2 separate regions of the Anas platyrhynchos genome follow, and region 1 is linked to region 2. The links are chromatin contacts, called in public Hi-C maps. All regions are on one chromosome and are shown on one strand. Each heading gives the region's core, a stretch centred on a gene start, on an enhancer-like site or on the middle of the called end of the contact. The rest is flanking DNA. Distances are from core to core; before and after follow the strand shown. Region 1 has its middle 220 kb from the start of CD36. Region 2 overlaps LOC101797418 (guanine nucleotide-binding protein G(t) subunit alpha-3).

Region 1 (6,432 bases), core at 677-3,176, 150 kb before region 2:
GCAGACTGTTTCTTTCACTGATCCTTCCTCTTTTTAAACATGCACTTCTCATCTCCATCCAGACGGATTTGATAGGTTCTTTGGTTACTGCTCTTCTGAAGATCACAAAGCACAAAATTTTTGTTTTAAGAAACAAAAAAAAAATAAAATAAAATAAAAATGGGGGCTTTATCCACTTGTGACTGCTGGCTGGAGCAAAATGTATTTTTGCATACAGTGATGAAATTTTAGATGCAATATGTTCTTCCTTATTCCTCATGCCCTGTACCTCTCATACCCACCACATCCTGATATCAAATGAATATTTTACAGAAGAATGTGTATTTTGTTCTCTGCTAAGGTACCCTTGCTGGTTTCCTAACTTTTTGCCATATGGTTCTCTAAGCTTACAACCTACAAAGATAAATGTTCACTTTGTAACTCTGAATTTCTATAAAATATTATGTATAAAACCTGAAACACAAAAAGCTCTGCATATTTCAGAACATCATGCATTAAAAAAAAATAATGGAAATAACACAAAATATGAAGTATAATATTTCATTCAGGGCTGTCTAATCAAGTAGCATTTTATAGCTGAGATTACATTCTGTTTGTGCAAACAATGAATGCTTGTGAAATCTTTGCTAGACTTGACAATGTGGCCATTCTACCAGTGGAGGTAATTAGAGAAAAGAATTAAAACACTCAGAACAAATACTGTTGTTAAAAAAAAAAAAAAAAAAAAAAAAAAAAAAAAGCCCACTCACTACTGGAGTTAATAGGAAGCTAAGATACTGCTAAATGGTACTGCAGAGGTGTTGTGAAATCATGGAATTAATTTGCAACAAATTATTCCCACTGGAGACTGTATTTTAAGACAGAAAACACAAAGTATTAAGTCAGGAGGAGTTCAGGATTCCTTTGAGAACTATTTTGCATTGCATGCTGAAGTTCAAGCTCCAGGATCTGAAATGTAAGCTACAATGGAAACATTTAATTTCCCTTTTGAATGGCCTTCACCATGGCAGACAATTTTTTCCTAGATTGTTGAATGAAAGGTATTTCATCAACAGAGAAGTCATTTTTTATTAAAAGAACAATCAATTTTCTCTACTACACAAGATCAAAATCAAGGGACAGCATGCTACAAACAGATACAGACTGTTCCAGTCTATAACCTACAAGGACAGCTGAAATATTATTCCTATTTATAAAATCCACAAGAAAATGAAGTTTATCAAGAATTACTAGTGACAAAACATGCACTTAGTGATCTAAGTTTAAAGGCTTTATATGATTGGACCTACTTAAAAGTAATTGATTTTTCAAGGTTTGATATTTGATAAAATTTGGATAGAAAATACAGAAAATTATTTAAAGTCCTAAAATTCTAATAATCTTGTATTTTTTAATTCTGAGAATCTCAGACTTGAGCTATATTTCAAAGATAAAGTTCTAATTTCAGCAATGATTGGGTAATGACTACATGGCTTCAGGCATGGCGGTAAAAGGCATGGGTACCCAGGTGATGGGTACTGGTGAAGGAAAATGCTTGAGGAGCAGGGATTCCTGCAAATCAACACCTGGTTGTGCAAGTAGCATCATCAATAGGGACTCAGCTTTAAAAAACACTGGATCCTCTCTGAGGATTGAGGACTGATATGGAGAGAAGGGATCTACCTGAAGAAGTGAGTCAAGAGGGGCTCATCAACAACCTGGCTAACCTGGTGAGTTTTTAAACTAGAAATGACAAGGCAGAGAAATAACGTCATGGTTAAGAGAGGTAGCAGTGGACAGAGTTGGAAAGCAAAGGGTGACAAAGACAAGAGAGACCTCAGAATAAGTAAAACAGAGTAAAGAGGCATCCACTGAAGAGTATACAAAGCCTGCAGCCCGGGAAAGGAGCAGGAGGAACCAGAGCTCGGCATGTGGTTACAAAACCACAACATCGTTGAAATAACTGAGATGCTTTAGGACAGCTTCCACAACTGGAGTGAGCAACAGAAGAATACAAGCTTTTCACAAACAACAGACAAGGAAGACAAGGAGGAAGGGTTGCCCTCTGTGGGTTAAATATATGGAGTTCTCCTACAGGTGGATGGTGGAAAGTTTGTGGGTCAGGATCAAAGGAGAGACCAGTAAGAGAGGTTTTTGCTGGGTTGCTGTTCCACACTCTCAAAGCAGGGTGGCAGAAATTTCTTTAAACAACTCTAATATCTTTCTGGTCACTGACTCTGGTTCTCATGGGGGACTTTAACCCTCTTGATATCTGCTGGAAAGGCAACACATCAGAACCCAGTGAATAAGATTTCTGGTGTCCCTCAGAAATAACTCATCAATCCAGGTATTGGATGGAAACACCAGGGATGAGGCACAGCTGGATCTGCTAGTCACAGGAAGAACTGGTTAGGGATTACCCAAACATGTCTAGATAACCTTTGGCAGCCTTTTTTTTTTTTTTTTTTTTTTTTTTAGCAAATATAAAATTATGGAGCTTGGTATCCTGTGGGGAGAGAGTTAAGACAGCAGCAGTGGGCTATTGGATGTGAAGAAACTTTGGTTTATCCAGGAAACTGACAGGTGAGATCCCATGGGAAGCAGATCCAAGATGTAGAGGAGCCCAGGAAACTGGTGGGTCTTTAAGGACATAATCCTCCACACCCATATTCAGGAAAATAAATAGGTACATCAAGAAGCTGGTTTGGCTGACCAGAGAAACTTGTGATGGTGTTTCAGTGAAAAAGCCAGCCTATGGAGTTGCAAGAAATATAGCTCAGGCAAGTTATGTGTGGTGTTGGAAAAGCCAAAGCTGAGATGGAATTGAGATTTACAAAGGATATCATGGGCAACAAGGAAGGGTTTATACCACTACATTAATAATAAAATGCTGAACAGGCCTCTACGCTCAAAGGATTCAAGGAGGATCATCAAGCAATAGTACAGACTGCACAGAGAAGGTGTTTCAATCTCCATTCTAGGAGGCTTCTAAGACCCTAACTGGATAAAGTCCTGAGCCACCTGGTCTGAACCCAGAGCTGACTCTGTTTGGAGCCATAGGTCAAACTACAGACTTCCCAAGGTCTCGAATTATCCTATGATCCTATAATTTGTTGAAAATCAACTTGCACAGATTGATCATTAAAGTCAGTTCAGAAATATATTGGTTCACTCAGCCAAACCAAATACCATCTGTTTCCCAAAAAGGTGAGACTGATTAAAATAACAGCCATGGCTTTGTTTTTCTATGCCACCTGCCTCAAACCCACATTAAAACTCAATGATCGACTGGTATTTGATTTGCCATATGTACAAGAAAAAAAATAGTGTTTAACAGTTTACAGATGTCATAAAATAATCTATTTGAAGAACCATAAAATAAACATCCTTATTTGCAACTTTTACAAATCTTCATTAGTCTTACCAAAGTTAAAATATCAGTGAGCTAAAGTAGTGACTTTTGTATGAGGTCTGTTTTTAATAAACTCAGGTCTAAACTTTGGTTTTATTTATTTATAAATCACAGGATTACAGAATGGTTTGGGTCGGAAGGGACCTTAAAGATCACCCATTTCCAACTTCCTGCCATGGGCAGGCACACCTTCCACCATACCAGGTTTCCCAAAACCCCATCCAGCCTAGCCTTGAGCACCTCCAGGGATGGGGAATCCACAGCTTCTCTGGGCAGCCTGTTCCAGTGCCTCACCACCCTCAGAGTAAAGAATTTCTTAATAATAAATAATAAATTCTTTCTAATTGCAATTTTTTAATTTGGGGGAGAGAAGAGAGATGACAAAAGTTGAAGAATAAATCCTCCTTAGGATTCAAGCTTGTCAATGAGAGTTAGAATAGTTTTATGAGGATCTTTCTGATATCTTACTTTGAAGTATGTTCAGAATATCGATAAAATACAATGTCAAATTGATAGAATTTGTTAATTCTGTCTCTTCTTGTCTTCTCAATTTTGAGAAAGCTTTGTCACTTTAGATGGATTTTTATGGGAGCTGACGACCTTTCATTTCCAAATTCCAAGCTCAGTTTGTCTTTAAAGCAATATGCACAACTGGGAGTGACTAACCACAACAAAAATGATTCCTGAATGCTTGTGTGCTATTTCTGTCATTGCTCACTAGATGGCCTCGACATCACTAAGTTCACCTTTGCTTAGGCTGCTATTAGCCTCTCCGTAATGGACTTGCTGTGATATTGCACGGAGGGACCTTCACTAATACTGTCTGCACAATACTTGCTGGCTTCTTGTCAGTTCACACAGGGGGTGCCAGTGACTGGAAGAGAAAAAAAATAAAAATGTTTTCTTGGGAAGAAGTGTACATAATTAATGTATACTTAGGTACAAACCAAATTAACTAAATTAAGTCTTGCATGTTTTTCCTTTCTGATTTTGTCTTTGTTTAGCTGGTAATATAATGTTCTTGGGAAGGAAAAGTTTCAAGTTTCACCATCAATACTTAGCTAGCTCTCTACAGTAGGACAAGAGCCATTATAGTAAGGGAAAGGTCTTTTTTTTTTTTTTTTTTCTTCTTAGTTTCATTCTCTGGCTTATGGACAAAACACAGCTGTTTCTGAGATGCTAAACAAAAGACAGCTTTGTTATAACTAAATATATCCCAGATGCAAGTGTTTGCATGCACAAAGTCCCACAGTTGATGCATGGATTTTAAAGTCCAATATCTCCTTTAGAGAGCGATTTCAGCAGGGTTTATCACTGGGCTGTACAGCAGTTCCCTACGTGCCTCCAGACCAGATGCAATGCAGCAGTGCACCCACACACTTGTTCCTGCAGCCCCGTGAGTCTCAGCAAGCTGGATATTATGGGGGGCTCTGCTGGGCTGTGTGACAGCATCCAGTCCTCTACCTACTCTGAAAATCATAACTGACTAAAACTTTGGAAGGTGCTGTGCATTTAAAACTTTCAACGGGCTAATATAATATTTATTTTAGTCTCTTAACAAAATTGTATAAATCCAGAATATTAAATTAAAAAAAAAAAAAAAATCAAATCGAATCAGACAATACTTAAACTAGCTGGCTTGTTCACATGAAACTTTAGGTTCACAGTGAACACTTAGCTATTTTCCAAGAAAATTACTGTATGCCTTCTAGGATATGCCTCTGCCTGCCTGAACAACATACAGCTCACAGCATTGTCAGATGCAAGTAAAAACGCATAAAGACAGAATCCACCACGAGGGGGCAAAATGGTGTTGAAGCGTTGGAGGCAAGGTTCACTGTCGCTGGTTTTAGAATGTTGTTTGCTGGAACAGGAATGTTTAGAAGTAAATAATGCATTGTAATGTTGCAGTGTGCTTCCATTTACTGGAAAACCACCAGACCATGGGTCTGTTGCCATATTTCACACTGTTGCTGAAAGGAGTTCTCTTACTGTGTCCTGGGACGCTGGTCTTCAGCAGAAGTCAGTAGACAGTATCTCTCATTTGCACAGCTTTCCAGCTTTATTTCCAGCTGACATTACAAGTTTGGTGAGACAGCTGGTACTACTCACTTACAAACCAATGCTTGCAGGCTACAAGGTTTCTTACATTTTGTCTCAGGTCACAGAGTATAAAATATGAACCAGTCTGAACTCAGCATAACTACAAAAGTACAAAGCAGGTGAGATGTAAGAGACAGATTACTTTCATAGATAAAGCCTAGGTAATATTTTATAAGTTTTGATACTACCAGGTAGGTAACACAGATTTCCTCTATAAACTCAGGTGGGATTGAGTTCTTTGAGCTGCTGGGCAGTCTCACCTCCATGAGCACTGTGCACAGACAGGCCTGCAAATTGCAACCAGTGCAAACATCACACTGCAGGAAAGTGATAAAACAACTGCAGTTAACATCTGATCTGAATCGCAAACAAACAAACAAAAAAGGCATTGTGGGGCATCCTTGAATACTTCTGAAGATGTGGGACTTACTCTCCTCTTGGCTTTTAGCTGCTGTGACAAGGGAGTGACCTCTCTGCAGAATTTGTCCTGCCAACACCAGCATTTTCCTACCTTTTCATCCTGCTCTGTCCTCTTCATGTTTCTCTGTTCTCTTCTCATTTTGTAGTAGTCTTGGATCTCTCTTTCATCTGTTCCATGCTCTAAATTTGCCCTTATAAACTGGCCTTCAGCTACAGAGCACCTGCATACTTGATCCTATGACTTTAGTCTTTGGGGAAAAATCACTTTCTATGTACAACACAAGATTATGTCAGTTGTGGACTTGGGAGTGCCTAAGCCTGTATACTCTGTTACTGACCAGTAGGTATGAGTTGATATGCTGTCCCTATTTTAATTTGAGGTAAATCCTTATTAACAGACCATTTTGAACAAAAGATTAATGCCGAAGACTATACTCAACATTTTTTTTTTAATTTTTCTTATATTTCTGGACTTAATTCCAAAGCTTAAATATACATTTATATAACAGAGAAGTAAG
Region 2 (6,188 bases), core at 3,230-5,729:
TAGAGGTTTTGCTCATTGCATGTTCAGTATGTAGGCACCCTTGGGTCTTCGGTCTCAGATGATCATCCTATGTGCTTCTTCACAATTTATGATTTTTTTTTTTTAATGGACTGTACCAAGGCTAAGAAGCTTTCACAGTGCTCATCATCCATCTCACTATCCTATGATTTATATGGCATTCCTATGCTTTTAAAATGTTATAGAAAGGGGCTGTATTTATGGCACTTTTTCTACAATGTTTTAGAAGTGGTTTCAGGACATGTAATGTACTTTATAGATTATAAAAAGGATATAAGGAGGGTATATTATCTTCTCTAAGAGTCTTGCAACCTTCATTGACACTAATAGGATTTACATGTCCTAGTGGACTAAAAAATGGACTGCAAAGTCTTTAATTCAATTTATTAGAATGAGTGGCTGACTCAGAGTTGAGAAGGATCATAACCTTTTGACATCAGTCGTTTGCTTCTAGTGCCAACACAGAAAAACTCATTGTAATCCCCAGGGAGAAGAATATTCTTTGAGTATTTCTTGAGTGGCCTCTTTGGCCATTTTGGCCCCAGTACTGCAGCTCTACAGCGCAACTGTTTCATTTGCTTAAGTGGTTCTTTAGACATTCTTAGTGACTGATGATTTTGCTGAATCAGGGCCTTAGGAAATGTTTCATCTTCAAAGATAAAGCGGTGCAAAAGTAAGTACACCACAGGGTGATTTGTTTCCTTCTCTAAGACTGTGTCTATTGATAGTTCTCAAGGGAACAAATGAGATTTTTTTTTTCCTCTCTGATGATAAAAGGGTTGAAGAAACCATAGTTTGGTTTCTTCATCCCTCTGGATGTTTCCTGGGATTAGATGGGGGAAATCAGAAGATGTAATTAAAGAGAAAAGAAAAAAGGCTGATGAAAACCTAGTCAAAGGAAATCAAGAATAAACGTTGATACATCTTGTCAATGAAGAAGTCCATGTCACATTTGAGTCATCATAAAATGGTCCTTACGGATATTATACTCGTGACTTCTATATTTCAGAAAAGGTGTAAGTAGTCAAGATCTAACCTATTTCTTGAAATTGTAGGGGTAATAATTATTAATTTATTAGACATAAAAAATAAAACCCTAGTGACCTTGCCAATATAGAAGAACTCTAAGCAGTTTTTAAGGTTGATGCCTAATGCCCCTTATGTAACAGAGGGACACAATGTCAGTGCAAGTTGACAAAAATCATGAACGAAATGATCTTACACAGCCTATTGAGCTGGATTTGTAGTTCTGCAGAAAGCAAAGCTGTCCTTTGTATACATTTCCTGATACAAAAGATTGTGAGGATTTGGATGCCAGTTTCAAATTAAAGCATATCACTCAAAAAATATTCATGGATTATCAAGGCCACATGTACACTATTGTAACAATAGTGCCCCAACTGAAAACAACATAATAGCAACGAACTGAAGTCTGTGAGCTTTTGAGTGTTCCTTCAGTATGTTACGTTGTCCATCAAGGAGTCTTCCAATGTAAGCACAAGCTATATATGTTCTTTGCAATAAATCTTTTCTTTTCCCTTTTATCACCTGGAAGAATCCATTTGAATTTGAATTACACAGAATCAGAACTGTGGTTCCTGAAATGAGAAGTTCAATGAGAGTTATGAAGAGGTGTGATATCAAATGGAATGAATTTCTTGTCATTTGATTCCATTGGAAGGCATACATTCCTAGACATCATCTAAAATACATGGGTAGGGATGACTTAACCAGTCTGGTACCACTGCTATCCGAGAGTATTTGTATATGCCATATACATGGTGCTTAAAATATTGTTACGGGCAAAGAGAAGACAATACCTTACACCTGAGGTCAAGATTTTATTGTTAATCTCATATAAAGATTGACTATATAATCCAAGTACAGAAAACAGTTAATGTTATTAGTCTAAATAAAGTTAAAAATTTCCAGGTAAAATATATATCTTATCAACAGCACCAAAGCTAAAAGTTATAATAAAAAAACAAACAAACAAACAAAAAAAACCCCTTCTGGTATCTAGTGCTTTTTCTCTGGTGCTACATTTACCTCTTCACTGCTTGATCTGCTAGGTTTACTTCCCTATCTACTAATGTTGATGGATTTTGCCTGGAGTAAGAGGTGTGATAGAAAGTTGTCATCCTGAGATGCTTGTTGGGAGGAGTATGATTTTCATGGTAGTGGATTTTTCCTCTTCTTTGCTAGTAAAAACATGATGTTGATGCTGACGGCTGCTTCCTCCTCACTTGTAGAGGCCACCTGGGTACATTTTTTTTTTTTTTTATCACGACTACACCCTGATTTTTCTTTTTTGGTTTGCAATGCAATTCTTATATTACATCTAACTTTACTATACATGTATGTGATGGGGTTTATACATGAGACACTTGTTTTTTCTCTTATCCCTAAAACTGTTTTTGCCCAGATCCTAGGTTTGCAGTACCTTTGATGGTGATTTAATGATAGCCCAAGGGCCTCTGGTATCATCCTATGCCCAAACCTTTACAGCCATTTTTATCACTCTGCAGCTTTACTTTACGCTTCATCATTAATCTAGGGTCATAAATCGTTCTACACAGTATAATTACTTGCTATTCCTATTTACATGTATATAAAAACTTTTAGCAACAGGTATTACACCAATTATATAAAGCTAAGCAAAATGAAAACAGATAAGGGATGAGACCCCTGCTCATTAAACAATTGTTAGAGATAAACAAGCTGAAACAAAGTACCAAGCTAGCTGAGACTAGTACAGACAAAACCTAACAAGCCCTCAGGACTGTTTTAAATTAATACAAAACCTGTGGCTTGTTATCAGCAACAGCGACACTATTTACAGATACATGGGGCTACATAGGGCACAATAAGATGGAGAAGAGATTCCAAAGGATCCAGTTCTCATTTTTTTTAAAAAAAAAAAAACACTATGTAGTGATAGTAATGATAGTATCTTTGCATCTCTGAAACGTACAGTACTGAAGATAGGATAGTAGATGTACAGTAGTGAAGATAGGATTAGACTTTGGACATGAACAATTTTGAGAAATCTAAATTCTCAATGTATCAATAACTCAGGAGAATGAAAAGCGCTAATAGCAGTTTAAAGTGCTGTTTTACCTTCTGTCATTCACATCTCAAAGACTGGACCTGATTTCTAGCAAGGATAGTTAAAACTAGGAATAGGGCTAGAATTTGGGAAAGTACAGACTGAGGATCCCAGGTCCTTACTGTGTCTTGGAGCAGGGAAGAGGATTTGTGTCATTTTTATCAAAACTGTTTTTTCTTAACACTTTGTTGGTTCCTGTCTCATGCCCACCATTACATTTTGAAATGAGGTAGGACCAAGATCAGAGTTTCACCTAGGGTTTTGGAAAGTACAGGCTCACACACCCAAGTTCTATCTAAGGAAAGAATTGAAGTTAGGCTTGGGGTTTTGGAATATTGTTTTCTATTTAGTGTCTTCTATGGAAAGTGAAAATTCAAAGGGATGACCTTCTGGATCCCGTTGTCTATATTTTTTTTCCATGGAAGCCATGTTTTGTGATTATATCTGGTCCCCAAAATTTCTTCTCTTTGTTGAAATTTCTTCTTTTTGTTGAATTTCTTTTCTTTGTTTTTCTGGTGAAAATAACCATTTTCAACAAAAATGGGAGGGTAATTTCTCTCTGTCATACCTCATAGCCCTGTAATAAGGTCAATTTGCAAATTTGCACTCCCCCCCCCTTTTGGGGTGTGGTTGTAGATTAAAACATCTTTTGTTTAGGAAGAGCCTAGAAATGGAGGTGCCACCATGTGAATAATCTGACTGCTAATCTGCTAAAATGCAAAAAACACATGGTAGGTAACTATTTCCTCAGCCTGTTTATTGTAGCTCTCCTCCTATCTCACTTTTTGGTCTGCCCTGGGTTCAGAGTTCAGGCCCCCATGGGCTGACAGCCACGTTAAGCATCAGTGCTAAGTATTTTTCATGGCAGATCTGGCCCTGCTAACCACAAGCTGGTGCCTGAATTTAGATGCTCAGTGACTCCAAGGTAAATTTGGAGATACTTAATGGACTTAGGCACTTACGGGACGAGCCAGCCTTGACCAGTGAATGACACAGCTCTCTGCTGGAATGACCCAGCCCCGGAGGACACCGGAGGACACCAGTGAACTGGAGTGCACCTCAGTGAGAACGGTGACACTCAAACATGCCATGTATGCTCCCTTCCTCCGCCACACCTCTGGGGCGGCTTTTAGTTCACAAGCCTTCCCATAAAAATGAAAATAAAGACGAACACTTTGTCACCAGCCCACAGAACTCCCTCTCTCTGTCCTTCCCCTGACTGCCTGAGGCACTAGAGCTCTGTCTGCGTTTGCAGGAAGAAATAAAAAGCGGTGCTGGACGAGCTACAGACACCGCAAGGGCCGGGCCGGGCCTTCTCGGCCTACAAGGCACCAGGGCTGGAGCAGCGGTGCTATGGCTCCCCCTGGCGGCCCCCTGTGGAGCCGCTCACGGCTGAAGGAGGCCCCAGGCCCCGCGCTGCCTCCTCTCAGCTCCGGCCTCTCCCCGCTTGCTCAGCTGATATAATCGTTAATATCCATCTTTAACTCTGTTGTTGTTGTTGTTTTGTTTTGTTTGTTTGTTTTGTCTAAAGTGTCCTATGAGCAGATGCAGGCACCCCGATGAGCTTGTCTAGACTGGGTGACAGTCAGCGTTCCCCCAGTGTCGGTTGCCACCGCCTCTTCGATGAACTGCAAATCAATATGCCACAGTGGTTGTCAATAGCATAAATTATGCCCCTTAAAAGAGAGAATTAAGTGATTATTGGGGATTTAGCCACCTGCTTCTATTGGCCTGACCCCAGCATACGGAGCAGGGTATGCGTTCCCAGCTACCAGTGCTCCCTGGCTATGCCACGTCTGGACATGCTGGTTTCAATGGAAGACCCTTGGGCCCGTGGCTGGCTGGGCTTAAAATCAGCCTCAGGTAAAATATACACAATCGTGAATTTGCATGGGAGGCAGGGCAAGGTGGGACATGTCTTTGTGTCTTTTTCCCTCAAAGAACTCTGTTGCTGGTTGGCAAAGTGTACAAGGATTTGTGGGAAAGATCACATCTTATGTTTCCACTGCAGGGAAACTTGCAGTCCTGCTACCAGCGGGGCCCTGGGTTGTGATAGTGTAAGCCTGCCTCTCCCACCATCCACAGAATTCAGATTCCAGGTTTTTCTCAGCATTTTTGCTATCAGATTTTTTGCATGATGGCATTTGAACAGCCACTGGATTTCTCTGCAGAACGGGGCACTCAAGTCACTCACTGCGTGCCCTATGCTGTCCTCCAGCCCTTTCAGCACAGGAATTATAGTGACACTACCCACAGTAATTTTTCTTGGAGGGTCACAAAGTACAGTGCTCATCTGTCACTTACTTTCCAGAAACTCGATAAGCAATAATTTATATATAAAAAAAGAGAGTTCACACCAGTATGTTTAAGTATTTTATTTCTACCAGTGGTCAGCCTACTGTGACGTAGGATACAGTTATTACTAATACAGTTTTTACATGTATTAACTTTCAAGCTACAGTGTAAAGTCCATCTGAATTCTAAGGCATGTATTTGAAGAAAATGTTTCAGAGATGTGTTTGTTTATGAATTTGTCTCTTAAAGATCTTGAACTTTACTATGCCACAAAGACGTCCAGAAATTAATGTTGATGCCACCACACTTCAAATTATTCATTTTAAATGAGATATATTGCTGGAAATGAATCCAGACACTTTTCATTGGAATTCCATTATTTTCAATATAAACTAGGAATTAATCAAGTGGGGCATTACAGATCAGGCAGTAATAGAAATCTAACCAGTACAAATTGTGTTTTAGCCAACATGTTGGTTCAGCTCTCTGCACAACTCTAGCTAAGGTTTTGTGTACACAATTTTCAAAATCAAGTGGTCAGAGACAGTCCTTTAGTCTGGCAAGTGTTTGTCAAGGTGCTACTCCATGAACCAAGGCCTAATAATGCCTTCTGTTACTTTTGACTTAAGCTCTCACTATTTTTTCACATTTTCTTTACTTACGTATCTGCATATAGATCACATACAATTTTACCAATAGCAACATAAATTGCTTTCCTCTATTATCAACTGCTAAATACGTTCTTGGTAGAATGCAGTAAACTTTT

Evidence for each region. A called contact is a pair of places that touch in the nucleus more often than the background predicts.
Region 1: a contact with region 2 is called in a Hi-C map of subcutaneous adipose tissue, with 4 times the contacts expected there. The contact joins two enhancer-like sites. A contact is called at or near these places in 6 of 8 Hi-C or Micro-C datasets (F1 follicle, F5 follicle, liver and 2 more).

Annotation. Positions count from the first base shown.
Region 1 is chr1:11,626,690-11,633,121 of IASCAAS_PekinDuck_T2T, reverse strand. No RefSeq gene overlaps it. Among named protein-coding and RNA genes, the nearest start is that of CD36, 220 kb to the right of the region's middle. Within about 2 kb of position 1,926, at least 2 of the 8 cell types and tissues checked have an H3K27ac peak or open chromatin away from gene starts, as enhancers often do.
Region 2 is chr1:11,484,357-11,490,544 of IASCAAS_PekinDuck_T2T, reverse strand. LOC101797418 (guanine nucleotide-binding protein G(t) subunit alpha-3) reads right to left here. Exons shown (of 9, transcript XM_072028538.1): 9 at 5,488-6,188. Among named protein-coding and RNA genes, the nearest start is that of CD36, 78 kb to the right of the region's middle. Within about 2 kb of position 4,479, at least 1 of the 8 cell types and tissues checked has an H3K27ac peak or open chromatin away from gene starts, as enhancers often do.